Regions from separate parts of the Mus musculus genome. Here regions 2, 3, 4, 5 and 6 are each linked to region 1. Evidence: chromatin contacts called from public HiCAR-type and promoter capture Hi-C data. All regions are on one chromosome and are shown on one strand. Each heading gives the region's core, a stretch centred on a gene start, on an enhancer-like site or on the middle of the called end of the contact. The rest is flanking DNA. Distances are from core to core; before and after follow the strand shown. Region 1 holds the start of Mob4 (MOB family member 4, phocein). Region 2 holds the start of Aox1 (aldehyde oxidase 1). Region 3 holds the start of Kctd18 (potassium channel tetramerisation domain containing 18). Region 4 holds the start of Nab1 (Ngfi-A binding protein 1). Region 5 holds the start of 1700066M21Rik (RIKEN cDNA 1700066M21 gene). Region 6 holds the start of BC055402 (cDNA sequence BC055402).

Region 1 (4,014 bases), core at 387-2,886:
ACAATAATAGTTATCTGAAAACAAGAACCCTTAGAAAGAAGAGTTGTTAAATAGTAGAAAGTATACATAGTATACAAATTTCCAACCCAATCAAGGCAAACTGACAGCTCATGACTCAATGGTTTTTGACTCAAAAGCAATTCTCTAGGGCTAGAGATGTAGCTCAATTGATAGGTGTCATTCCCCAACACTGTATAAGCCCTGAATGGTGGTATGTATTGTAAGTCTAGCCCCCAGAGTTTCGGCAAACAGAGTCCAAGGTCACCTTCAACTATATAGTATAATTCGAGGGTAGCCTGACTTTGAGAACCTTCAAAATCCATAATAAATAGCAAGTCTCTAAATTGGATGTGTGTGTATGGGGGAGGCAGGTGGATCTCGGAGTTCGAGGCCAACCTAGTCTACAGAGCTACTTCCAGGAAAGTCAAGGCTACACAGGGAAACCCTTGAGAGAGAGAGAGAGAGAGAGAGAGAGAAGAGAGAGAAGAGAGAAAGAAGAAAGACAAAAGAAAGAAAAGAAAAACAGTAACTCTCTAAAACTCAGTAGCATTAAGTATTTTGATTTCCACTTGACCCTAAAAATTACATTTTAACAGAAAAAGTTTACTCAGTACACGGTAAGAGGCAGCAGGCTGGGCAGCAACAAGAACACAGCCTGCTAAAATTACATTTTAAACATATCTCTTTTGATTTTAGAACTTCTACTCAACGACTCAACCCATTTCCAAAGGCTGATTAATCCTATCAAGTTTGAATGTCAACGTGGGTGGTTTTTTTTTTTGGGGGGGGGGTCTTTTCCGTTCTTTTCTGTTCTTTTTTACTGTGAAGCATCCCTGGTTTGCAAGTCCTAAGAAGCACCAATTTACTCCCCATAGTGCCCTACTATTATTTTGATGTATATAATCAGTTCATTCCGACTATTGTCCACGCGCATTAGCATGAATATACGCAAGGAATGACATGTAACAAGTCACAACCTGGTGCCGAAAACTTGCTGGACCAGAGAACAGCTGCAGGGAAGCCGAAGGGAGTGGTGGCAAAGACAAACAACAGGAGGATAACGCAAACTAGTGCCACCTGCATCCGGCTAGACCAACTGGATGGAGCCGACCGGCAGGTACGTCACCGGCCAAGCTTGCTCCCGGTGAGGTGGGCAGTGTTTACAGCCCTCGACGCCGGCGGTCCCGACGCGGGGACAGCCCCCTGGTCCCCAGCTGGCCCACCCCACACCCGGGCGCCGTCAGCTGCCACTCACAGCAGGCAGCGCAGCAGCAGCCGCTGGTGACAAGCGTCAGCCCCGGGCCTCGGCGAACACAGCGGGGTCCTGCGTCTAGCAGGCCTCCAGGGCGGCCGGCGCCGGCTCGGCTGCCTCCGGGGCCGCGGCTCCGGAAGCGCAGGCCAGCCACCGCGGCCACGGCCCCCACCCGCTCGCCCTGGCCTCTCCTAGACGGAGTCCCGCCAGCAGGAGAGCCCCGGCTCGGCCCCGCCAACTCTGTGACAGGAAAGCCGTAGGGACGATACCTGCGCCTTGGTGCCTGGCCTGTTCCGCCTCAGCACTGCCGTCCCCTCCGCCATGACCATAGTGCCAGAGTCTGGGCGGCTGGCGTCGGTACCCGGATGTGGGGGCCGGCAGCTTGCGCGGGGGGCGGGGCACGGCGGGGCTCAGCGCTGCGGCGGCGGGGAGGGGCGGCAGCCTGCGGAACAGCCGCCGCCCGCGCGGAGCACCATGGGAAGAGTGCCGAGCCCGCGGCTCCGGCGGAGGGAGGAGCACAGAATGAACAGCCGGCGGAGCTCCGCCGAGGCCGAAAAGGAAGATGCGACCGGAAGCTGGGGTAGAGAGCCGCTTCCAAGGTCTGTGGTGCAGGTGACCCAAGCCTGCGTCACTTGTGGGTGTTTGTCCTTCAGCTGTCTATAGACTGGAAGGGCAGTTTGCACAATAGTGACCATCTCAGAAAAGCGAAATGAGAACATAATTCTCCACCCCAGATAATCTGGTAAATTTTTATAGAATCTTCATGGATTAACCCAATCTAGAATCAGATTGGCTGGGTCGGTTAAAGGGAAGACAGGAGGTACTGATAAATCTTGCTTCTAGGGTCCTCTTACTGAAAAGCCAAGGACTCTTTCAATGACAAGTTGGTTTCCGTAGATAAAAGACTCAATGCTAAATTAAAAAAAAAAATGCCCATCATGAGATAGAAAGCGCACATCTGTTATTGTGTGTTAGAGTTAAAATAAACTCACATTTTTGCAAGTCGGAAGCAGGAGGAAATGAATAGCCCTTGATGGCTTTTATGAATTCTGTATCTTAACAAAATTCCAAGTTTCTCGTGTTTTTAAGTGTGATGTTTTTTGTGTGTTTTCTTTTGTTGTTGTTTTGGTTTTGTGTTTTCTTTTTTTGGAGACAGCGTCTCCCTGATGTTCCTTGAATTTAAGAGATTTGTTTTGAGTGCTGGGACCAACGGAGTACACGGCATGCCCGGCCAGGCTTAGGGGTTCATGTGTAATCCAACCCAGGTGATCCCACACCTTTTTCTGAATCCCTTGGGCGCATGCAGGTAAAAAGCTTACACACATTAAATAAATAAGCAAGTAAATAAGCAAAACAGTTAAAAGAATTGTTTAGAATTCAAAGCCAGCATGGGCTACATAGAGAGTTCCAGGCCAGGCAGGGCTACAGAGCAAGACTTAAATCTTCTCTCAATCTTTCCCAAAATAAGAAAAAAAACACAGCATTTTTACCAGAATCTTTTTTTTTTCCAAACAAGAAAAGTTTGTTTTGGTTTATAGTACCATGGGACACCTGGTGAGGAAGTTGTGGACACTGGGTAAGTGCTCTTTATAACTTCAAGAGCATGGGGTTCAGAAACAGAGGTCTTAAGCTGGAGGCAGAAGCTGGTATCTGCATCAAGACCCGCCCAAAGTGAGCCACTTCTCAGAGCTGGGCCATGGTTAGAATTACACAACCTCCAAATCGAATCTCAAGCTGAACACCAAGTGTTCCAACATAAGAGCTGCGGCGGGGCAGAGTGGCGCCTTTAATCCCAGCACTCAGGAGGCAGATACAGGCTGATCTCTGTGAGTTCAGAGTATGCCTGGTCTACAAAGAGAGTTCAAGGCCAGCCAGGAGTATGTAGTGAGACCTTATCCTTAAACAACAACAATAGTAAGAATGAACGGAGGAATTCCCTTATTCAGATTGGCCTATGGATATGCCTAGGGAGCCCTATCATTATTAATTACTGATGTGGGGGGCTCAGCCCACTGTGGGTAATACCACCCCTGGGCAAACTGACAAACCCTGGGAAACAGACCAGTGGCCAGTAAGCACTGTTCATTCATGGCCTCTGCTTCAGTTCTTCCCTCCAGGTTCCCACCTTAAGTTCCTGCCCAGCCCTTCCTCAGTGACGAATTGTTACCTAGAAGTGTAATAGGAAATAAACCTTTTCCTCTCCTAAGTTGGTGTTGGTCATTGCTTTGTCGTAGCAACAGAGGAGCAATGTGTCTGAATGCATATGACATGTGTATGCATACAGCTGTCCTTGGAAGCCAGTGTAGAGTGTCAAGATCCCCTGGAGCTAGAGTTACAAGCAGTTGTGAGCTGCTTCATTTGGTTGCTCGAACCAAACCTCTAGAAGGACAGGATTCACAAATTCTTTTTTTTTTCTTAATTTTTTTATTATTTAAATGCATTTTATGCATCAAACATATTAAGAATATGAAGTATTTTGAGAATCAAATAATACACAAAATTGTTCAACTTTTATATTCATATCCTTTCATACCCTAAAAATATTAATGAATATTTAATACTATCCATAACTGAGGATCCTATGTCTAATGTTGAATACTAAATTGTTTCAAAACATACAAAATATTCTTTGGGAATTAAGCGTAGTAAAAGAGCATAAAATACAAAAAAATGAATTATTAAGAAATATATTCAAAAGCCCTTATATGATACCACCTGACATAGTGAGAGAGTATTTAAAATGCATTATATTATCTGTGTAC
Region 2 (4,014 bases), core at 962-3,461, 2.9 Mb before region 1:
AAACAAATAAATATAAAGTGAATGAATGAATAAACGAAGAAACATGTAAATGGAAAACATAAAATCAAAGTATTTCTAGGGTGTTCACAGAACATTTGGTCCCAGGACTCAGTTCGAGGAACCTGGAGGTCCAGCATTGCTAACAGTGGGACTGAAAGAGGTAAGGTGAGCTTCGGGTAAAAAAGGACTTATTTAGTCTTCAAAATCAGTGCAGCACAAAGTTGTGTGCTTGTTAAGAACCCTGCTGTTTGGAAGCAGGAGAGGGAGGATGAGGGGGAGGAGGGAGGAGACCTCAGACTCAACATGGCTGCTGTCTTGCTTTAGACTCTTAGCATCATTTATAAAGCTGTACCCTGGCTCCTGACCACACCTCCAGCCCTAGCAATCTATTCCCATCATATGTAAACAAACATTCTTCTGCTCCAGGACCTTTGCACCTGGATATCTCTACCTGAAATTCCTTTCACATATATGTGTGTGTGTGTGTATTTGTATACACATATACATATGTGAGTGTTTGTGTGTGTGCATTTGTATACATATATGTCTATATGTGGTTTGTGTGTATGTGTCTGTGTGCACGCGCTTGACTGGGTCCTACTTCATCCCAGACACTGCTCCAATGCCCCCTGATCTGAAAGGTCAACGCATCCCCTCCATCCACCCCATCAGTTTCTGCTCATCACTCCGTTTTCATGCCAGCACCTGCCGCTGCTTGACACCACACTCTCTCCATTTATTTATATGCCTGTTGGCTGTTTCCCCAGCAGTGTAGCAGTGTCAACCCCTCACCAGCAGGGGTCGCATCCTTTCTGTGGTTTGCTATATCCCATAAGCTTAAACATAGCTTAGTATCTGTTAGGATGTTCATGAAAACACACAATGGATATTCATGATTGCTCTTTTCGCAATAAGTAGTGTTGGCCTGTTAGTAGCCTTGGAGTCTGCCTCCAAGAGGCAGTGAGGCTCCAGTGAGCGGCAATGGATTCCGTTCGTTTAGTAAGGACAGAATACACTCCAGCTTTTTCTGTTATGCAAAAGGAAACGGAAGGAACAGGGCAGCCATTTCACCCATTATTCTAGTTCACCTTCATGGTAGTCCTGTGGGGAGATGGGGGGACAGCTAATGGGTTTCATCTATTTAAGGATCCATCTATCCCGCTTCAGGGCCATGAAGCAGGGACTCATAAAGGTTTTTTTTTTTTTTAAATGGGGGCTTCTATGATTTGGGAGACCCTGTTCTTCAAGGAAGAAAACACATTACAAAACTACAGCAGTGTGACTCAACTTCATAGCCTCCGAAGAGTCCTCACACAGGAAAGGTCTGGTTGGCGCTAAACCTTCCTTGGCTTCCAGTTGGTCAGCCAGTGCCAGCTAGAACAAGGGCTCTGGCTGTCCCTAGCCAGACACAGGGAACACAGCGGGATCCAAAGGGCGGAACTGACATTGTGGACAGCAGCTCTCCACCCCCCACTCAAAGTGCTATCAGTTTACACAGAGAACACTCCAGATGAGCTGGGCCACTGCCCAGACGGCTGCTTTAAACGATGCCCAGAGGCTTTGCTGTCCCCAAGCAACAGGATTTGCCTGGAGCCGCCATAAAAGTCTTCAGAGCCAAGGCACACACACAAATAAAACAAAATGCCACACTCGGCAGGAGCCCCTGATTCTGGCAAGCTGTGCTGTGCCAGGAACTTGCTTTGGCTTCACCAAGTTGAAAAATCACAGAGTAGCTAGAACCAGTGCACCTCTGTGGCCCTGTTAAAGCTGGGTATTGCTCACCCAGACAAGCAGAGACTTGAGGCTACTTATTTAATTGTGCTGGAAGATCTTATCAGCCGGAGGCTTTAAGGGAGGGAAGGTCTGGATGCTCCCCGTCCGGAAGGGAGAGGCCCTGGGATTCAGACATTCTGAAATTCTTAGTCTTCCATGCGCTGGTCGTGATGCGAAAGGTCTGAAAAATAATCTGATCTCCTTTGAGTTTTATAATGCAGATTCCTATGCTGAGGACCCAATGAGACCCCATGCTAAGGTTTCAGCGAAAGCAGGGCGCAGGCTGGGATAGGGCCCAGAACTGGGGTCCGGGGTGGTGCAGGAGTCTGCCTACCCGCGGGCTCTCACCTTCTGGCCATTCACGTAGAAGAGCAGCTGAATGGGGTCCATGACTCCGAGGTCCCTAGCAGGTCCCTAGCAGCGCCAGTCCTTGCAGAGAATAAATTGCCCGAGGCTACAGGGCGGGGCTTGTCTGTGCTTCTAAGTCTCCACCCTCCCAGAAAGTTTTGGAAGAGCCAATGCTGCAGAGGTCCTAAAGGGAAAACTCTCCTGACACTACAGAGTGTGCCAGCGTGGGAGACAAGCTGAAATCTTTGGGTTTTGGCATCGATGGGAGAGAGGGGTAGCTGGGCGGCCAGCCTCAGGAAGTCCTGAGTCATTGCTCTAGTATCTGTGCCAATGCTTGCTTATTGAAGTGGTTTCCAGAATCCTCTCGTTTGTTTAGGGGGAAGGCAGCCTGGCTGTACTGCTGAGTCACTTCCCAAGAGTCCTGCGCCCTTAACCTCACTTTTTGGCTTTCTTTATATTTTAGAATCCACTTTATAAAACCTGGCAAGTCTCAAATGAGACCAAATTATTTTCCAGGCCTTAGTATATCTCCCTAGGTTATTTTATTCATGCAATACAACATCCCCACCCCTCAATACCCATTCACACAGGGTTTCTCTGGGTAACAGCCTGGCTGTCTTGGAACTCTTCTTTGTAGACCAGGCTGGCCTCGAAATCACAGATCTCCACCTGCCTCTGCCCCTTGAGTGCTGAGATTAAAGGTATGCACCACTACACAACATTTTTATTGTGAAAACTTCCCGTTTGTAGGTAGAGGAGAAGAAACCACATCTCAGCAATTCCAGGAGTGGTTAACAGTAAGTGGCTAACACCTCCTTGCTTCCCAAGGATCTTAAGCACATTTCAGACAGTGTTTTACCAGTAGACAGAAAACGTGTGTGTATGTGTGTGTGTGTGTGTGTGTGTGTGTGTGTGTGTGTGTGTGTGTGTGTGTGTAAGCATCACTATAAAGCTATGGCTAGTTTGGAATTTACTGGCTTTGAACTGACAGCTTCTATCAGCTTCTGCCTCTTCCTGAGTGCTGGAATCAAAGGTGTGTGTGAGCCTCCATATCTGTCAAACATTTTCTTTTTTGAAAAATACTTTATGTTTGACAGGATCTGGGGAAATGGCTCAGAGGTTAAGAGCTTCCAGGACCCAGGACTAGAACAAACCTGTTTTCTTTATAAAGTATCCAGTTTGGGGCATTCTGCTTTAGCAATAGTGAAGAGATTAAAAGATTAGATGAACAGATTAAAAGCTAGAATTCTTTTACTCTCCTGATGCCAATAATCTCCATTCTAAAATCTTACTAACTAGAGATGGCTCAGTGGCTCAGAGCATTTGTTTCTAACAGATTCAATTCCTAACATTCACAGTCTTCTGAAACTCCAGTTCCAGGGAATCTCATTTCCTTCTTCTAATGATCCAGGGCCCCTGGCATATGCACATGTACACATCTACTCCCCCCCCCACCCACACACACCTACACACACACACATACACACACATGCCCATATATATACACACATATACTCACACACATGCATTCGCATGTACATATACACATATGCACACACATACACAGGCATACAGACACACAGGCAAAACATTCATACACATAAAATACATATTTAAAAAATTAAGCTATTTCAAACCACCCTAGGTACACGGTGATAGTCTTTTTCAAAGCAAAGGGCTAAAACACAAGGTTTCAGGATCCATAGCTGTTTTCATATCAGTACATTGATAAATATTCCTAGACCATTGTGTATGTGAGTGTGCACACGTGCACTATTAGTGTTACTCGGATTCCCACCCATACTTCTCTACTCTGCCTTAAGGCCAGGATTTTGCAAATCATCTTTCTCTCTTGCCAGGCCTCTTTAGTCTTCAGCAACGCAGGGTCTTAGA
Region 3 (4,014 bases), core at 480-2,979, 2.8 Mb before region 1:
TGGTTTCCTGTTATGCTTAAACTAAGACAAGAGCCTCAGCTGGTTCAGATGTAATTCCACCACTCAGCAGGAGGACAGTGAGCGCCAGGCTAGCCCAGCTGACATAGCAAAGCCCTCATTCATAAAAAAGATTTTAAAAACCTAACTGTTCAGCTTGTGTCTCTCTCCTTTCCCTATATCCCAGTGCCTACCCCAGCCTCAGGTATACTAGCTTCTTTTCTTTCTACCAATTTCCAAGTTCTTTTTTCCCCTAAAATATTATTATTGAGTCTCTTCAGAAAGTGAACACATTCACGTTTTTAGCTCTTGGAGTGAAGTCCTACCAACCAGTGAGGGACTCTCCATTCAAGCTTCATTCATTTCAACTCAACGTTGCCCTGCCTCTACTCTGAGGTAGCCATTATCCTCTGTAACTATTTTGATTGGTGTCTGTTTTGACCCCCACCCCCGCCCCAAAGAGGAGGAAGAGGAGGCAGCCATGGGCTTTCTACAGTCCATGATCTAAGAATACATACTACATATTTTAATGTTACAAAAAAAAAAGAAATCTCATTTTGAAGAATATTTCCTGACTCATGCAATAAGAAAATTTACTTTCACTGCCCATATAAAGCTGAAATACAGCACTGCTCAATTCAGTTTCTTTCATTGTCTATGTCTACTTTCACACCACACTAGGAAAGCTGATCGATCAGCTATGCTTAAAATGCAGAATTTTTTTTTTCCCAGATAAGATAGGTGAGGCAAATGCCTACATGTGTCTACGTGGGCATTTGGAGAGAGGACTACTGTTAGGGAAATACTACTTTGAATTGGCTAGCGTCATCCCATGGGTTGGGACTCTATGCTCCCTGCTGTTAGGAACTGATACCTTTGAAACTCAGGGCCAAAATAAACCCTCACTCCTTTAAGTTGTGTGTGTCAGGTCTTTTGGTTACAGTGATTAAAAATACTAAAATGTAAACTATTGACACTGTCTTGGCCAGCGCTCCATTCTCAGAGCCTGGTCTCTATCCTGTGAGAAATCACGGCAGCTTGAACAAACCTTCCCTGTCTCCCAAGACTTTTTAGCTGAAGGGCAGGCTGCCATACTTCTGGCTGGCTTCTTTCCTAAGACCTGTAAAAGAGGACTTTAGAATCTAGTAAGGAGCGAAGTGCCCGGAAAACAGGACTGTTTCACTCATCTTGAAATACATAGCCCTATACAGTTGGAAGATTTAAGTGTTATGGGGGTTTTATTAAGAAGAAATTAAATAGTTCTACAAGCGACTTAATACAGTGCTGGGTGTGCAAGAATGTTGAATGGAGGGTTGTCCTCCCTCCTCGGTTTTCCTTCCTGTAACAAGAATAAAACTACCATCTTAATTCTGATGTATGAAATTTCCAAAGATTTAATAAATATTTTTAGAAACCAACCACCATCTTTTACAGGTATAAAGTGTGCCTTGTGGAAAAGCTTTGCACGCCACAAACTATGCAAATGGGTAGATCCAAGTTCTAATATGTTAATGGAGTAGCTTCCCCTGGGGCTGGAAAACATCCTGTTCCACCAGAGGGGCCTAGACTCCGGGAAAATTCAGGAACGTTCTTGGGGCGTGGCCACCGCCGTCCCGTGGGCGGGGCGGGTCCGGGGCGAGGCCTCCCTTTTGGCGCACTGCACGTTGGGACCGCACGGGGGCGCCGCGGGTTGCTCCGCTCTACCAATCGTGGAGCATCCGAGTAGGCGACGGCTTACTTCCGCGTCCGGGCCCGGCTGCGTTGGGCGGCTGCGCCCAGGGACTGGCGGCCGCAGGTCAGTAAGCAGTCGCCGCTCCGCCCGCCGGTGTGGAGGAACCGGGCTCCGGGTGGGTGGCGGGCCCCGAAGCCTTGCGGGGCATCCTGAGGGAGGCCCCGGCCGGCCTCTCTGATGAAACGGGCGCTTTGGGTACCAGGCTTCGTTGTAGACCGAATTGGGGTCCGCTGGCCCAGGAAGACTTTGGCGGGGCCTGGTGATTCCCCATCTTTCCCGGTTTTGTCCAGCCGTGGCGAAGGGGCGTGAGCCCCATGAGCTGTGTTTCTCAAAAGTGTAGTCGGCGCCCGTCCCCACCTCTCAGACTTTGTGAATCAGACCCTGATGTGGCCGGGAGTCTGCCTTTTCAGCAGACATCCTCGACGGTTTGGTGCATCGTGCGGGAACCCTGCCTTCTCACAACAGAGTCCTCAGTGGGTGCATCGAGGAGTGTCATCACGGGGCCTGGCCTTGGGCTGCGGTCCCCAAATGGCAGCTGATAGTCAGTGAAGGGCCTAAACCAGGTGGAAGTTGTGTTAAAGGGATGGTCTGTGGGAGCATCCGTGAGAACCTGAAGCTGGCCCTTCTGGTTCACCTGGCTGCCCTGGGTTGTGACAGGCTCCACTGCTTATTATCAGGCAAGTCTGTGTAGACACCACACACATCAGTGAATTTTTTGCCCCTAGTGTTCTGTGTTAGTAGGGACAGTAAAATTTGTATGATAAAGTTTTTCTATGAATTAGGTAATGTTTCTTCACAGTGTCAGATACACAATAAGCATTCAGTAAATGGAGATTACTAAGAATGGCAGTGCCTTTGCTTTTATTGGGCTTATGGACAAAATAAAAATTAAAAAAAAATAGAGATTTAAACACATGGTGTAAGATCTGTATGAGAGTTTGTTGTGCAGGGGTACCAATTCCGCGCAGAAAGATCTTGCAAGAGATGAATCTTTATGTACGAACATGAGAAAATTCTAGAGAGCAGGTGTCTGTGAACAGTGTGAACCAGTTGGTTGCTCTGCTTCATGATTGGTTAGAGTGCTACTTCCAGGACTTTAAGGCAGCAGGAGGTCACGCCAGTAAGTGTTTTTGGAGGCCTGGACCTTGTTGGGTTCCTAATGAATTTTGTCTATTGTCCTTTTCTCAGATTCATAATGGCATATGGTGAAGTTGGTGTCTGTGGGGAAGGATTTTAGTTGATCATTTAGTAACACTGAATTGGCATGGATTCAGTTGAGTTTAGCAGTAAGTTTTTCACTTACTATGAAAGTGTAGAAGCTGCAGATTTCCAGGGGTGAGGATCTTAAACTTTGTCTTTTAGCCCGTTTCAGATTCCATAGAGAGCTCTTCCCCACAACCTTGTCCGTTTTAAAGCGAAGGAGCTGGATGACAGACAGGGTGTGACCTAAGGATCTAGAGCAGTCTGTAGAAATAGAATTCAGTTTTGGACATTTTATTTGTTTTTGTGTACATGGGTGTTTTGCCTGCCTTGTTTCTGTGTGCTGTAGATGGGCAGTGCCCCTAGAGACTGGAAGAGGTTATCAGATCACCGGAGTCACAGACTATCATTGTAAGGCATATGGTACTGAGAATTAAACCTGGGTCTTTTGTAAAAATAGCCATGTTTTCTTAACCACTTAGCCATCTCTCTAGCCCTTGGCATAAATAGAATTCTGATCTCAGTTAATGATATATTACTTAATTATATAGTTAACTACAATGTAATGATTCCAGTTATCCTTAATTTCTGCTCTTTGTTTCTTTAATCTCCAAAGTTTTATTTCAAGTTCCTCAGTGTATACCTTAAGGGAAATTTTGTAGGATCATACATGGCCTGTCATTTATTGTGCCACATGATTTGTGTGTGTTACCTTAATTACTCCTCTGGAGCTCTTTGGATCATTGCTGCCTCCATCTTATGGATAAGGAAACAAGAAAGTGATTATAAACGATGTATCCAAGAAGCCAAAGATTATAAGTGGTAAAACCTTTTGTCTGTGTTACACACTGATTTCTGCAGTCTAGATGGTTCCTTCAGACTTGTTAAAAACACGTGAGTGCCAAAAAATCATAAGCTTGTCTTGCCTTTGCTTTACCTGTGCCTGCCTGTGCATTATCTTGTATAATTCTTTAAACAGTCACTTTATCAGCTGTGATTTATATTACTGTCTATTTATAAAACCCCAGGCACAGATTTTCCCAACTCAGCATATCTCAGACGCCTTTCATACCACGTGAAATAGA
Region 4 (4,014 bases), core at 1,038-3,537, 2.6 Mb after region 1:
TAACCACGGTTATTTGTGTCCTCAGAACTTAACTTTGGTATTTAATTAACACTTAACAAGACGTACTGGAGAAAATGAGTAATTTAAGCATACAGGTATTTATGGTAAAATCAAACCAGAAGAAACAAAGCTACTGCAGGGTTCTTTTTAACAAAAGATATCCAAATGGTCTCAAGAAGAACCATTTGTGTTGCCACGTTCTCTTAGAACTGCCTGGGACTGCCTCCAAGAAATTCTAAAACGGTCTAATCTCTCCCAGAGGGCCTTCAGAGAACAACCCCACTCCATAATTGTTACCTTACAGAATGTATCCCTTCTCCTCCCACTAAGGCACCAAGGAGCTAGAAGACCTCCACTCTGAGAGCAGGGAGGTGGAGTTTAGGAATGGGAAGGACGGCATGCACAGAATCAATGCTTTCTCCTCCAACTTGTCTCACATACAGGTGAACATCTCAGGCCTGTCGAACAGTCCTGTTGACTACAGTGTGCCCATAAAGAACCTGATGCCTAAAAGCTTAAAATTTTTTTCTTTCATTTTCTTTCCTCCCACCACCTCTCCCAGAAACCATAGGGCATTTAAGCAAAGCATAGTGGGCCCAGAATGCCATTCTTAATGTGGGAAGAACACACTATCTAATGTGCCCAGAACATAAACAAGGAAGGACTTGAGTGGTTAACTGTAAAAAGGATCAGCCCCAGACACATTTCCTTGTCGGTATAGCCTTCAGCAGGGCAGAAGCACGCCCTACCGGAGCACAGCATGCAATTTGGACTCAATTCTGGAGAACGCTGTGCAGTGCAGGTGAGCTCACCAAGTTGACTAATCACTAACTGCGTGGCATAAAGCTACACGCACCCCTCCCCCTAGGCTTTTCAGAAGCAACAATGTTTGCAAACCATCAGAGTTCCCAGTGAAGAATTAGAAGAATTTTGCGGATTTCATTGCTCGACTACCCATTAACCTCTACCTTTCCACACCGGCCAAGAAATTGTCTCAGTAGCCCTGACTGTACTACAACCACCCAAATTAAATTCCTCTTCGCTGAGCAGGAGCATAAACACTGACAATTGGAGTGGCAGGGAGACACTTGTAGCTGTTATTTCTTCTGAAGAATTTGAGGAACTAAGAATAATTATTTAAAATACCAACTATTCTAGACAGGCTTGTCACTAACAGGGAAGATATTTCAGCTTAAATGTATACTTAACCATGTAACTATATGTTTATATATTTATGCATTTAAGTACATATCTATTCCATTGACATCACTCATTTGTAGAACATGTTTTTACAAAAAGAAAAAATGGTTTATTTAATAAGGTCTTTTTCTTTCAATATTATCATCCCACCCATTGTTGCAACATAAAGATGTGGTTTAAAGAATTTCTCTTCTCAAAGAATGCCTTGTATCCCCTTCAACCAAGTAGGCACACTCTGGGAGGCCAGCCAGGAAGTGGGAACGGCCTCCTATATAAAACTGGATTTTTATATGTACATTAAAACAGGATTCTACCTGTATTGCAGTAAGAGCACACCATTAAAACTTGAATTCTTTTCTTTGAAACCCCCTCCCCAAGGAAGGCAAAAATAGATTTAATTTTTTTCCCCTTAAAATTTTGGCAATAGCTTTAGCTTTTGAGGTGCTGTAACACTTTCTTTGGCTAGAAAAGTTTATGCAAACCAAGCTCAAAATGTCTACACCTTGCCTTAAGAACTCTATTTTGACACGCTCAAGACAGCACCAGGAGTGTGTCATTTGCCTACAGGAAGACAACAGAGAATGGCCTGTAAAGTAACACAAGGTTTCCAGACATGAAAAGGGTGTCATTAAGCCACCAGGCCAGAGTTTCCCTTTCCTCCCTCCTCAAACCAGGCCTGGGCGAGGGTGGGGACAGGGTGGAGTGGGCGAGGAGGGACAGGTCCGCACCGCACCTGCGGTTCTGTACCCCCCCCACCCCCTCCCTCCTGGGCGGGCCCGGTGCGGGGCTTGGCAGGCAGCGCTGTCCGCGGATCCACGGAAGCCTCCTCCTCCTCCGACCCGCGCGCGCGCCCCCACCCGCGCGCTCCCAGCTGCCGTGGGAATGGGCCACCCCCGGGACCGCGCCGAGCCTCAGCCCCGCCGGCCCCCACCCCCGCCCCGCGGCCGCCCACGCCGGGATCTGCGTCACTCGGCCGCGCGTGGGCGGGAGCCGGAGCGGCGAATGGAGCAAGAGCGGAATCTCCCGATGTGACAGCGCGCGGGGCGGGGCGGGGGCGGCGGAGGTGGCGGGGGAGGGAGAGGGAGAGGCCGAGGGAGGGGCGGCGGGAGAGGCCTAGGGAGGGCGCCCGGGGCCGCCGCCGCCCGCCTCCGCCCGAGCCTCCGCCCGCGCGACCGAGCGAGCGCCGTCGGGGCGGGCGGGGGACGGAGCGCGCGCCCACCGCGTCCCTGCCCCCCTCGATGGGCGCGGGGGCGTCCCGGCCGCCGCAGCCGCCGCAGGAGCCCGGCAGAGCCGTCGTCGCGGAGCGCGCCGCAGCTGCGGGCCGCGTAGGTACCGGGAGGGCCTCGAGATGGAGCGGGGGGCGCGGACGCGTGGCTCGGCGGGGCCGTCGCGTCCTGCCGGGCGGGGGGCGCGGGCTGTGCGGGGAGGACGCGCTCGCGGGCCCGCGTGGGGTGCCAGCTCCGGGGCGACCAGGGACTTCCGAAAAGTGCCGCTGAGTCTCCGCTTTCTTCCTGTTATCCGCCCCTTCCTACTGTAGTTGTGTTTTCAGAGCGGAAGGAGAGTTTTGCTTGGAAGTGGCTTTCAGAAACTTGGCACCCAGGTGCAGGGAAGCGGGAGTCGCCGAGCCTTTGAGGCTGAGTGGGGAATGTGCAGACACGTGTAGGACAGAGAAGCTTTGGACGCAGGTGTGTGACCTTACGGGGACAGACACCGAAGTACGGTCAACCCGGGAGATCTGCAAGGAATCTCCTGGGTAGAGCTGGAATTTGCGTCTGTAGGTTGAGCTGACCAAGTTTTGCAGCGGGCGACCAGCGGGAACCGTGCCCTGGCTCAGGGAGGCTTGGGAAATTTTGGATTGCCTGCTAATTTACAATTTGATCCGAAAGAGCTGGTTTGGAGTAAGTTGTCACTACCGATTGGTTTGCCAGTGACGTGCCTGCCAACTTTACGGAGTGCAAAGATCAGAATCTCTAAGGAGATTCTAAGATCTCGTATAAAAATATTTTGGCAGTTTTAATAGTTAATATTAGATTGCATAGGAGCAGAGGAACCGAATTTAAAATAAGATTAGTCACATCCGAAATGGTTCGCTGTTTTGTACACGCAGCGAATTACCCTTTTTAAATATTCACTTTTTGAAAAATCTTTCTTTGTACAATATATGTTATGACATTTATAATTCATCTGCCGGTTTTAAGAAGAGATACTGGAGAGAGGATGTATAGGGTCCATTGTATCGGATAGCCGACCAGGGTGGAGGCTATCTTCCTGAGATTCAAAGAGCTGCTTCACACCCAGCTTCTGTGCCAGCACAAGTGACTTGGATTGAAGGTTTCTTCCTCCAGCTTGCATCTTTTGAGACATTTAATTCTGTTCTTTCAGTAAGCTCAAGCAGATAAATAAGTATGCTGTTGAGAATTTGTAGATAGGCAGTGCAGTCAGCCTTCTTCATCTCTGTTTCCAGTTTAGATACTGGAACATTACATCTTGAAAGAAAATAATTTCAAGAAGTGCTAGGGAGATAATTTGTTTCTTTCTTTCTTTCTTTCTTTTCTTTTTCTTTTTTTTTTTTTTTTTTTTTTTTTTTTTTGACTTGACCATCTTATGCTTAGCCTGCCATTCCACTACTGAGCATGCTTTTTCTCTCCTGAGGCCCAGTCTCCTGTTGTGTGGGACTGTATTAGTGACAGCATGGGGCACTGGAAATTTTACTTCATTCTGTCCTTTAGTTGTGAATATATTTCAGATGACAAATTCTTAAGATTCATCTAGATGATACAGAAAATTTTAGTGAGCTATTATGCCTAATAAATT
Region 5 (4,014 bases), core at 1,022-3,521, 2.2 Mb before region 1:
CAACTAAGCTGCAAGGAAGGATCCAGCTAAAGGGAACTGCCTAAGACAGTGTAAGGAGACCCAGAGACATAAACACACCTCGACAGTTACCCTGCAGGAAAGCAAGCTGTGATGGCACCTGGACTCCTAGCACTTGAGAGAACTCCGGCTCTTACTGCTGAGGGTCAGGAAGCCATGGGATGGTCTGGAAGAGGGTGGAATAATGAGACCTTGGCTGTCAACCACAGTTCCATCACTGTACATACAGAGAGGTGGAGACACTGCATGCTGCTGGATTAGACCGGAGATATGAGAGATCTACAGATGACTTTGGATTTCTAAGTCGAATCGTTAAATAGGTATTTTCATTAACCTGGATAAGGAAGGCTGCTTCAATAGATTTTCAGTTTTAGAAGGCTACTAAATATCCAAAGGAAGTAAAGGCATGCAATTGGTGAGTTCATAAACACCCGCTAATGTCTAGACTAAATAAATGCCAGGCTCGTGAGCATGGAGGCAGTATGTAAAGTCACGAGATGGAAAGAGATCACTGAAAGAGTAGAGTAAAAAAATCCCAAGAGTGGAGCATGAGGCTACTTGAAGGTGAGAAGGGGCTGGAACCTAACTAGAGTTATTCCCAAATTTCAGCTTGATTGAGGCCCTCTGACTTTTATATCTGAGGCACTTCAATGGAGAGATTTAACATCTGCATAGACTTCATAGCTAAGAAGTACAGAGTGGAATGGGAAACCTGGGTGACTTGGCATTGAAGCTTTGGGATGCACGGCCTTCCATTTCTTTTCCAGAAGACCTCATGCTCTATAAAACCCCACACTCTGAACATTACCATTCTGTCATTGTCCCAAAGGCTGATGATGGGAAATGAAAGATGATCCTCAAACTATATCTAGAACACTTTAGGCCCTACTTAAGCCAGGTGGATGTTCTGTCTGGAACACTTTTACAGCAGAAAGTACTCAGCCACCATCACCACCACCACCACCACCACCACCACTGGAAGGCATGAAGTAGTTGGTCACAAGTCGCAGGAAGCAGAAGCAACACACTTGTTTTCAATCTGGGAATAAAGGCACCAAAATGAGATTTTCTTGAACCTAAATTTGGGTTTTTGCTAGTTTCCATTAGCAGTCAACTAGTCAAGTCAACTGATTTGAGAGAAAACAGCAAGAGAAAATAGATTTTTTGGTGTATCATTTTAAAGCACCAATTTCAAAACAATAACAGTTTTCTAGTATGAGGAAACCATCTAGCTATATTCTAACTTGAATATCTACCCTAGTGCTAACAACGCTCTGGGATAATTGATTTTCAATGTAAATGCCAACTGTATCTGCGCTGTCCAACGGGGTACAAGCAAGTCACCTGTGGTGACTCAACACTTGGCAATACAACTAGTGAGACAGAGAACGCTGCCTTTTCATTTTAACTTGTTCAGATACTCTCACGCGGCTAATGTATCCACTGCACGATGCAGTTTTACATTAAAACCCAGCTTCCAGGACAGCTTCAGCAAAGACGTATGTCTGCAGCTATAAAAACCAGTAACAGGAAGCACACAGATGAGTTGAATTCAAATGGGCCTCTCAGTATCATTAGCATTCTTGACGATTGCATCCCTTCCACTGCTGTGTTTTAGGGTTACTGGAAAGGTCACTTTAGCAACGGATGTATTTTATTTGGTCAGTCAGCGTTTTCTAAACAGTCCAGTGCCCAGCACACACACAGTCCTCTGAGAGCAGGCTGGAGCTGTGCGTGGCTGTCCCACTCCCTGTCGCGCCTCTCCTTCCACCCAGTGGCACCTGGACTGACAGCCGCTCTCTGGAGACCGTGGCCCTCCAAGGCCCCTTCCCCGGATGGGGCTCTGGCAGGAACGGGGGCGCGCCCCGCACCCCCATCGTATGAGAACCCGTGTGGGCGTGTCGGGGAGGCCTGGCCCCGCGTTACCTGCACGTCCCCAGGGAAGTAGAGGACGTGGTGCCGCTGCTCCGGGGAATCTCCTTCCCGGGATGTCAGCAGGAGCAGTTCGTTGCTGCGCTGCGGGTCGGAGCCCGGCACCGTGGAGCGCTGCAGACGGTGGCTGTCCTCCGGGGAGCCCCGCTCACCGCCGCCCGGGTTCATGGCTCGGGTCTGCAGGCGGGACGCGGAGTCTCCGGAAGCGAGCAGCGGCCGCAGCAGCAGCAGCACCAGCGCGGGGGACCGCAGACGCCGCGACCCCAGCATGGGCTCGAGCCGCCAGGGCCGCTCACCCGGCAGCGAGGGCGGGGCCTCGGCTGCCCAACGGCTTCGGTCGCCGTGACGTCAGCACGCCGCGTGCGTCCGGAGGGAGGGGGAGCGGAGGGCGCGGCTGGAGGAAGGACGTTTGTGGTTGGCGGACTCAGCCCCGGCCGGGAAGTTCGAACGGACGTGGAAGAGCCCGCAGGTTGGGCCCATGCACAGCAGCAGCTGCTCAGGGTCAGAGTTTCCTCGGGTTCTGTATAAAAGCTTTGGTAGGTTCATCCTCACGGTGAAGATGTGTCTTTGTTAATTTAGTCCAAGGTAAAGAAGAATGGTTCTGAAAGTCTTGTACTTGCTCAGAATGAAAAGAATCCCCTATGTCCCGAAGTTACCTAGTTAGGGAATTTCTGGCTCCACACCAAGTCTAGCACATTCCTAGTTGGTAGAGAGAGAGAGCTGGACACTTACCTTAGGGAAGATAGAGAAAAGGCCTACTTGTTCACACATTTACTGTAGGGGTGTTTACAGCTTATCGAATTTCCGATTTAGGGTTTTGAAACCACGTTGAAAAGTATAGGAAAGTCGTGGAAATAGCAACTTCTTACTTAAAGTTGTGTAGAAATAGGACTGGGCCAAATTTATGCTAAAGGTGGGAAAAGTGAATCTTGTTTTAACATTGTGTGTGCACATCGGACACGCACATGCATCTGTTTGCTGCTGTGGGCTTGAAGTGACTTTGGGTGTAAAGGAGATTCCTGGAAAGAAGTTGAAACTTGAAGTTTCTGCAGGAGTGATTAGCTGATTAGAACTTAAATGACTGGGGAGAAATTATGTTGTAAGTTCAAACCCTGATTAAAAATTATCTTGAGCTGTCTTTCGCTCTTTTAATTAATAGCCTTTCCTAGCTAACCTGTGTACCTAAACAGCCAGCATACTAGTGAGTATCAGATGAAACCTTTGAAATGTATTAGCTTAGCTTCCACCAGCCCAGAAGCTAAGACTTATATTAGAGGCCTATAGCAGAAATTTTCTGTCTGTTATCTTATTTTCAAAGTCTTAAATTATATAATATTTTCTATTTTGATACTGTAAAACTTGAGCTAACTGATATGTGGCTCATCTTTAAGGTGAGAGCAGTTTTTTTGTATCACAGTACATTCCTCACACTCCATCTTTTAAAATTTTTTATTGATTAGTTTATTGTTTGACAGCATCTTGCTGAACCTGAAGCTCATGGATTAGGCTAGACTGGGCTAGCCAAGAAGCCCCCAATGGTTTGCCTGTTTCTAACTTCCCAGCTACTGGGTTCTCTGTTTTGTGGATGCTGGGGATCCAATTCAGCCCCCATGCTTTGGGGAAAGAGGCAGGCACCTTACCAACTAGGTCATATCCCAAGCCTTATTCTAATTTTAAATTTCTTGTATTTGTTAACAAAGTATAATTGCTCTGTACATTTTCTTAGTGTCTTTATAGAGGTATGCTTTACCAATTACTTTGACAAAAACTGTTAGATTCTATCTGACATAATAAATGTAACTGAGGTGTTTTGATTGAAAATGGCCCCCACAGACCCATATTTGAATACTTAGTTCCCAGTTCATAGAACTGGTTGAGAAGGGCTCTGATGTATGGAGTTCTTGGAGGAAGTGTTTTTCTGGGGATGGTTTTGGGGATTTGAAAGCCCACACCATTCTAAGTTTGCCCACTACTCCTCCATCCTTGTAGGTCAAGATCTAAGCTCTTGGCTACTACATTAGCACCATGTCCTACACTAGCACCATGTCTGCCTGCTGCCATGCT
Region 6 (4,014 bases), core at 704-3,203, 2.1 Mb before region 1:
CTGGCTCATTCTCTGTCCTCTTCTGTCTTCACTGGTGTATAGCTTGTTCTCTCTTTAACCTGTCTCTGTAAAACTCTGCCTGTAAAATTTCTTCCTCTCTCTCCCTGCACTGCCCCTCAAGTAGCTCCCCTTTCCTCTCTCTCTTCTCGTGAGAATCGGACATAGCCTATTCTGCCAAATCTTTCTCTGATTTGTCACTTTGTCTGCCACTCAATTAGGTATCACTTTTAAACATGGGAGCTTCCTCTATAAACTAACTTTCCAAGTTTGTTGTTTGGAATTAAAGGTGTGTGCTAGAAGCATGCCTGTATTCTAACTAGCAGGATCAAAGGTATGCGCTAAAGGCTGGGCCACACCATAGCTAGAAACACTATCTTTGGATTCACTGTGTGATCAAGTATTCTGCAACACCCCTACTTCTCACTCTCCATGTAATGACAGTCAAAGTTTGGTTAGAGCCAGTTTTGTGGGAGTGAAGGAGCAACAATCAGGGCCTTTTCAATTACTCTGGGAATTCGACTTTTCCCACCTGACTTTTGGTGTACAGACTAGCCAGGGGAAGTTACCAATCTGGGAAGAACTGGAGAATCTAGGGAGTGCTTGAATTGGAAACGAGGTAGATATTGTGGGTCGTTTACTTGTGGCTCTGTTGCTGCTTCTCTGGGGCCAATGAAATGGTCATTTTCCCTAAAAAATACAAAACCTGTGGGCTGTGTGCAATGTCTGCTGGAGTCTGTGGCCAGCTTTCTCAACACTAAAGTTTGGGCCAAAAAAGCAGGTGCCACCCAGAATTGGTAAAAATCAAATGAATCAGCTCATAGAAAGCACTTCACTGTCTAGTGACAGTGAACAGGGGCAAACCTCAGCATTTTAGCCGTAAGGGTTGGAGTATAACCTGGTTTTAATAGCATAGTTTATTTCAGACATGACCTGACTAAACCAAACAGCCAGTTTCATTTGCATGGTGCTATGGTTTGAATGTGGTCTGTCCTCTCTAAATGTAATGTTGAAACTTAATCTCCATTATGAGAAATTAAGAAGTGGGATTAGACAGGTCTTGATTAGGGCTCTGTCATCATGGATGGATTAATGGGTTACTGGGTTAAGGGTTATCTCTGGAGTAGGTGTGCCATGAAAGCCATCTAGGCAAGATCTCTTACCATTTTGATGCTGTGTTGTTTCTGGACTCTGTCAGGCAGAAGGCCACTGCTAAGTATATGTGACCCCTTAACTGTGAACAAAAACCACGAGCTCCTCTTCTTTAGAATTTACCTGGAGTGTGGCATTGTGTTATTAACAATAAAAAATGAAATTTTCTCCTCATTAAGAGAGCAAAATTAATCACCATGACCCTTTTACCTCACAGAACATTTTTTTTTTTATTAAATTGGCTGGAATAATTTGTGAACTCTTAAATGAGGAATGAGAGTGAGATGGGGTGTAGGCAGATGCTGGGGAGAAGGCAAGGCAGCCCCTTGGTTTCTACAAAGTTCTACAATCATCTGGCACGGCTGGGCTGAGCTCTGCATTCAGTAAAAATAACCCGAGGGGAAGAATAATGGTTCAGATATGCCACAGTCTGGTATTGATGGCAGATAACTGGCTAAGTTGATTGCTAAGATGTCATAAACTCTCTGCAAAATGGTCCTCTAGACTTGGCTATCACAATTCCCTTATCTCTGTTGTACTTTACACACATCTGTCACCAGTATGCATCTGCTACAGGGAGAAAACAACGGTAAGGTCTTCTCTCAGGAAGCAGGAAGGCCTTGGCTGAGGAAAATCAGGTCACCATGAGAAGAGCCAAGTGTGGCTCACGTGACAAAAGAATCTCTTTAATTAGGAGGAAAAGTTGAGTTGAGTCTTCATGAAGAAGCCAGTGTTAACCAGGAAGCCTTTCAAAGGGAGGGACAAGCAGGGACTGATATAGCCAGGGAGACTCTGAGTGGACAAGGACCTGGGTGACTTCTGAGGGATAATGAAGGGCTGAGAAAGGCTGCCAGGTCCCAGCTCTTATAAGTTTTCCATTGTGCAAAGACGTCTGGATCTTATCCTGTAAACCAGAGGGCTCTGGAAGCAGCAGAGAGAGGAGACCTTTTTTTCGACCTTCATGCTCACCCAAATACCAGGTCAGCTGGGGATTGAAGGATGGCCACCATAGACGAGGTACAACATACTCCTGGGGGGAGTCTGGTAAATTCTCTTAACGCTGCATGGCCTTTGGCCTTTCAAGCCACTTTCCTTGGTGTTGGGACACATGAAGGCTTTCAGCAAATATGAGAAGGTTTAGAGAACTTGATGCATAAAGGTTGCACTGGGCTAAAGTGCCACTCCCCAGGCAGTATTTAGACAGCAACTGTTCCTTGGGGCTCCTTGGACACGGATGTGAGGAGAGAAGGCTGCAGCTGATTTCCCAGAGGTGGGTGTGCAGGGGAGGAAGCAGGAAGCAGCTGATGCTCCCTCTGCAGTGCCAGTGTCTCCCTGTGGGAAGCCTTCAGTAACAGCTCAGGAAAACCCATGCTCAATTTGGGAGTGAGTTCTGGCTAACATCAGTTTGAACTGGGGTGCAGTGCTAACTCAGCTGCTTGAGTAACTTCAATATTCCTTCTTACACGCAAGCTTCCAATAGCCTTTATAAGGATGACCAAATACAGGAGGGGTGACAAGGTTTTCTTTCCTTGTGGGAAGTATATTTGAAGTACTTTCAGATGGTTTAAACTGAATCAATTAAAAAAAAAAAGACCGTTTTTTTTTTTCTGACCCAATTTCTTCTTTCTTTTTCAAATTCTTGCTTACATTTCAAGAGCTGCTTTGTTCTGTTTTCCAAGTTAAAAATTCATGGAGAAGAGGAGTTTAAGAAAATGAAGACAATGTGAAATTAAATTGCAAGGGTGGGGGCAGGAGGGGGTAGAGATATTAATTAGCAATCTAGAATTAAATTAAACATGAAATAGACATTCCCAGGTCAGGAGGAGGTCTTGGGAAAGGGGAGGAGAATTTGAATGTGTGGATGTTCTTTTCTGTATAAATTTCAAATTGAATTTGGCTTTAGGTTTCTGGCAGCAGAGATGTTGTTCAGAGCACGCTGGAAAATGGAGGCTTCTCGATTCCCACTTTTAGCTCGCACCATTCTGCCGAGACAACTTCTCGCCGGCTTCAGTGAATGGCGGTGAAATGCAAATCATAACGGAGGAGAGCTGGCCTCCGGGGAAAGGGGGTCTTGGATGGTTTCCAAGGTCTGGAACACAGAGGAAAGACATATTTCTTTGTCACACACAGTAGATTCTCCCTGAGGGTTTCAGCGATGGGAAGAAATGATGGGAGGGGGGGTGGGAGTGTGGTGGTGGAACTCATTAGAACGTTCTTCTCTCAGATGAAAAGCCAAACAAAAACAAACCTCAGTGAGTGTGAACACAGGCAAGCTGGAGGCCTTGAGGCCTCTCACAGCACACGCCATACAGCACGGTTATCACCCGGGCTGCCGAGTCGTGGACAGCTCTGTGACCTCCCTCTGTGACCCCTGGGCAGACACGTGTATGGATTTACCATGCAATTTGACCTGGTATAGGAAAGATGTCAAGCAAGCCTGCAATGAAGATTCTGTGTCCAGGAGAATTCAAAAGACATATTCTCAGGCTCAGTTCCTTTGAATATTTAAATCCATGCATATACAGAGGGGGAATTAAATCCACGTGTTTCTGATTTGTCTACACTTAATTCATCAAGTTCTATAAGTTCTATAAGAATCATTTGATATATATATATATATATATATATATATATATATATATATATATATATATCCTTATTTGAAACAGGATGTTGCTTGTGTCCATAACAGCCAAAAAGGAAAATAGAGAAACCTAGAAAATGTCTGAATCTGAACTTACAACCCAGAGTTGTGAGGCAGGGGAAGTAGTGGGAGGCCAGTGAGGAGCACCACAATTTGGCAGAACTGTGAAATAGTCTCCTGCTGTCAGTTATAGAGCTAGGACGATTCTCCCCGTCTGAGTT

What was found. Promoter capture Hi-C pulls out the DNA fragments that hold promoters and counts their contacts. HiCAR-type assays count read pairs that join an accessible place to other places.
Region 2: a contact with region 1 is called in a HiCAR-type map of astrocytes, with 5 times the contacts expected there. The contact joins the promoter of Aox1 here to the promoter of Mob4 in region 1. A contact is called at or near these places in 1 of 39 promoter capture datasets (hippocampal neurons) and 1 of 115 datasets of contacts at active chromatin or transcription factors (astrocytes).
Region 3: a HiCAR-type map of astrocytes shows a contact between it and region 1, with 4 times the contacts expected there. The contact joins the promoter of Kctd18 here to the promoter of Mob4 in region 1.
Region 4: a promoter capture Hi-C map of pre-B cells shows a contact between it and region 1, with 3 times the contacts expected there. The contact joins the promoter of Nab1 here to the promoter of Mob4 in region 1. A contact is called at or near these places in 3 of 39 promoter capture datasets (cranial neural crest, liver and pre-B cells).
Region 5: a contact with region 1 is called in a promoter capture Hi-C map of pre-B cells, with 4 times the contacts expected there. The contact joins the promoter of 1700066M21Rik here to the promoter of Mob4 in region 1. A contact is called at or near these places in 3 of 39 promoter capture datasets (embryonic stem cells, hippocampal neurons and pre-B cells).
Region 6: a contact with region 1 is called in a promoter capture Hi-C map of hippocampal neurons, with 14 times the contacts expected there. The contact joins the promoter of BC055402 here to the promoter of Mob4 in region 1. A contact is called at or near these places in 2 of 39 promoter capture datasets (cranial neural crest and hippocampal neurons) and 1 of 115 datasets of contacts at active chromatin or transcription factors (astrocytes).

The regions. Positions count from the first base shown.
Region 1 is chr1:55,128,867-55,132,880 of GRCm38.p6, reverse strand. Mob4 (MOB family member 4, phocein) reads right to left here and starts at 1,636. Exons shown (of 8, transcript NM_025283.3): 1 at 1,522-1,636. The coding sequence starts at 1,581.
Region 2 is chr1:58,028,166-58,032,179 of GRCm38.p6, reverse strand. Aox1 (aldehyde oxidase 1) reads right to left here and starts at 2,211. Exons shown (of 35, transcript NM_009676.2): 1 at 2,122-2,211. The coding sequence starts at 2,163.
Region 3 is chr1:57,967,799-57,971,812 of GRCm38.p6, reverse strand. It overlaps Kctd18 (potassium channel tetramerisation domain containing 18), which reads left to right and starts at 1,729. Exons shown (of 7, transcript NM_001159864.1): 1 at 1,729-1,792.
Region 4 is chr1:52,498,721-52,502,734 of GRCm38.p6, reverse strand. It overlaps Nab1 (Ngfi-A binding protein 1), which reads left to right and starts at 2,287. Exons shown (of 8, transcript NM_008667.3): 1 at 2,287-2,525.
Region 5 is chr1:57,375,877-57,379,890 of GRCm38.p6, reverse strand. 1700066M21Rik (RIKEN cDNA 1700066M21 gene) reads right to left here and starts at 2,271. Exons shown (of 2, transcript NM_028546.1): 1 at 1,945-2,271. The coding sequence starts at 2,220. It overlaps 4930558J18Rik (RIKEN cDNA 4930558J18 gene), which reads left to right and starts at 2,347. Exons shown (of 4, transcript NR_037999.1): 1 at 2,347-2,486.
Region 6 is chr1:57,212,935-57,216,948 of GRCm38.p6, reverse strand. It overlaps BC055402 (cDNA sequence BC055402), which reads left to right and starts at 1,953. Exons shown (of 7, transcript NR_037990.1): 1 at 1,953-2,129; 2 at 3,053-3,236.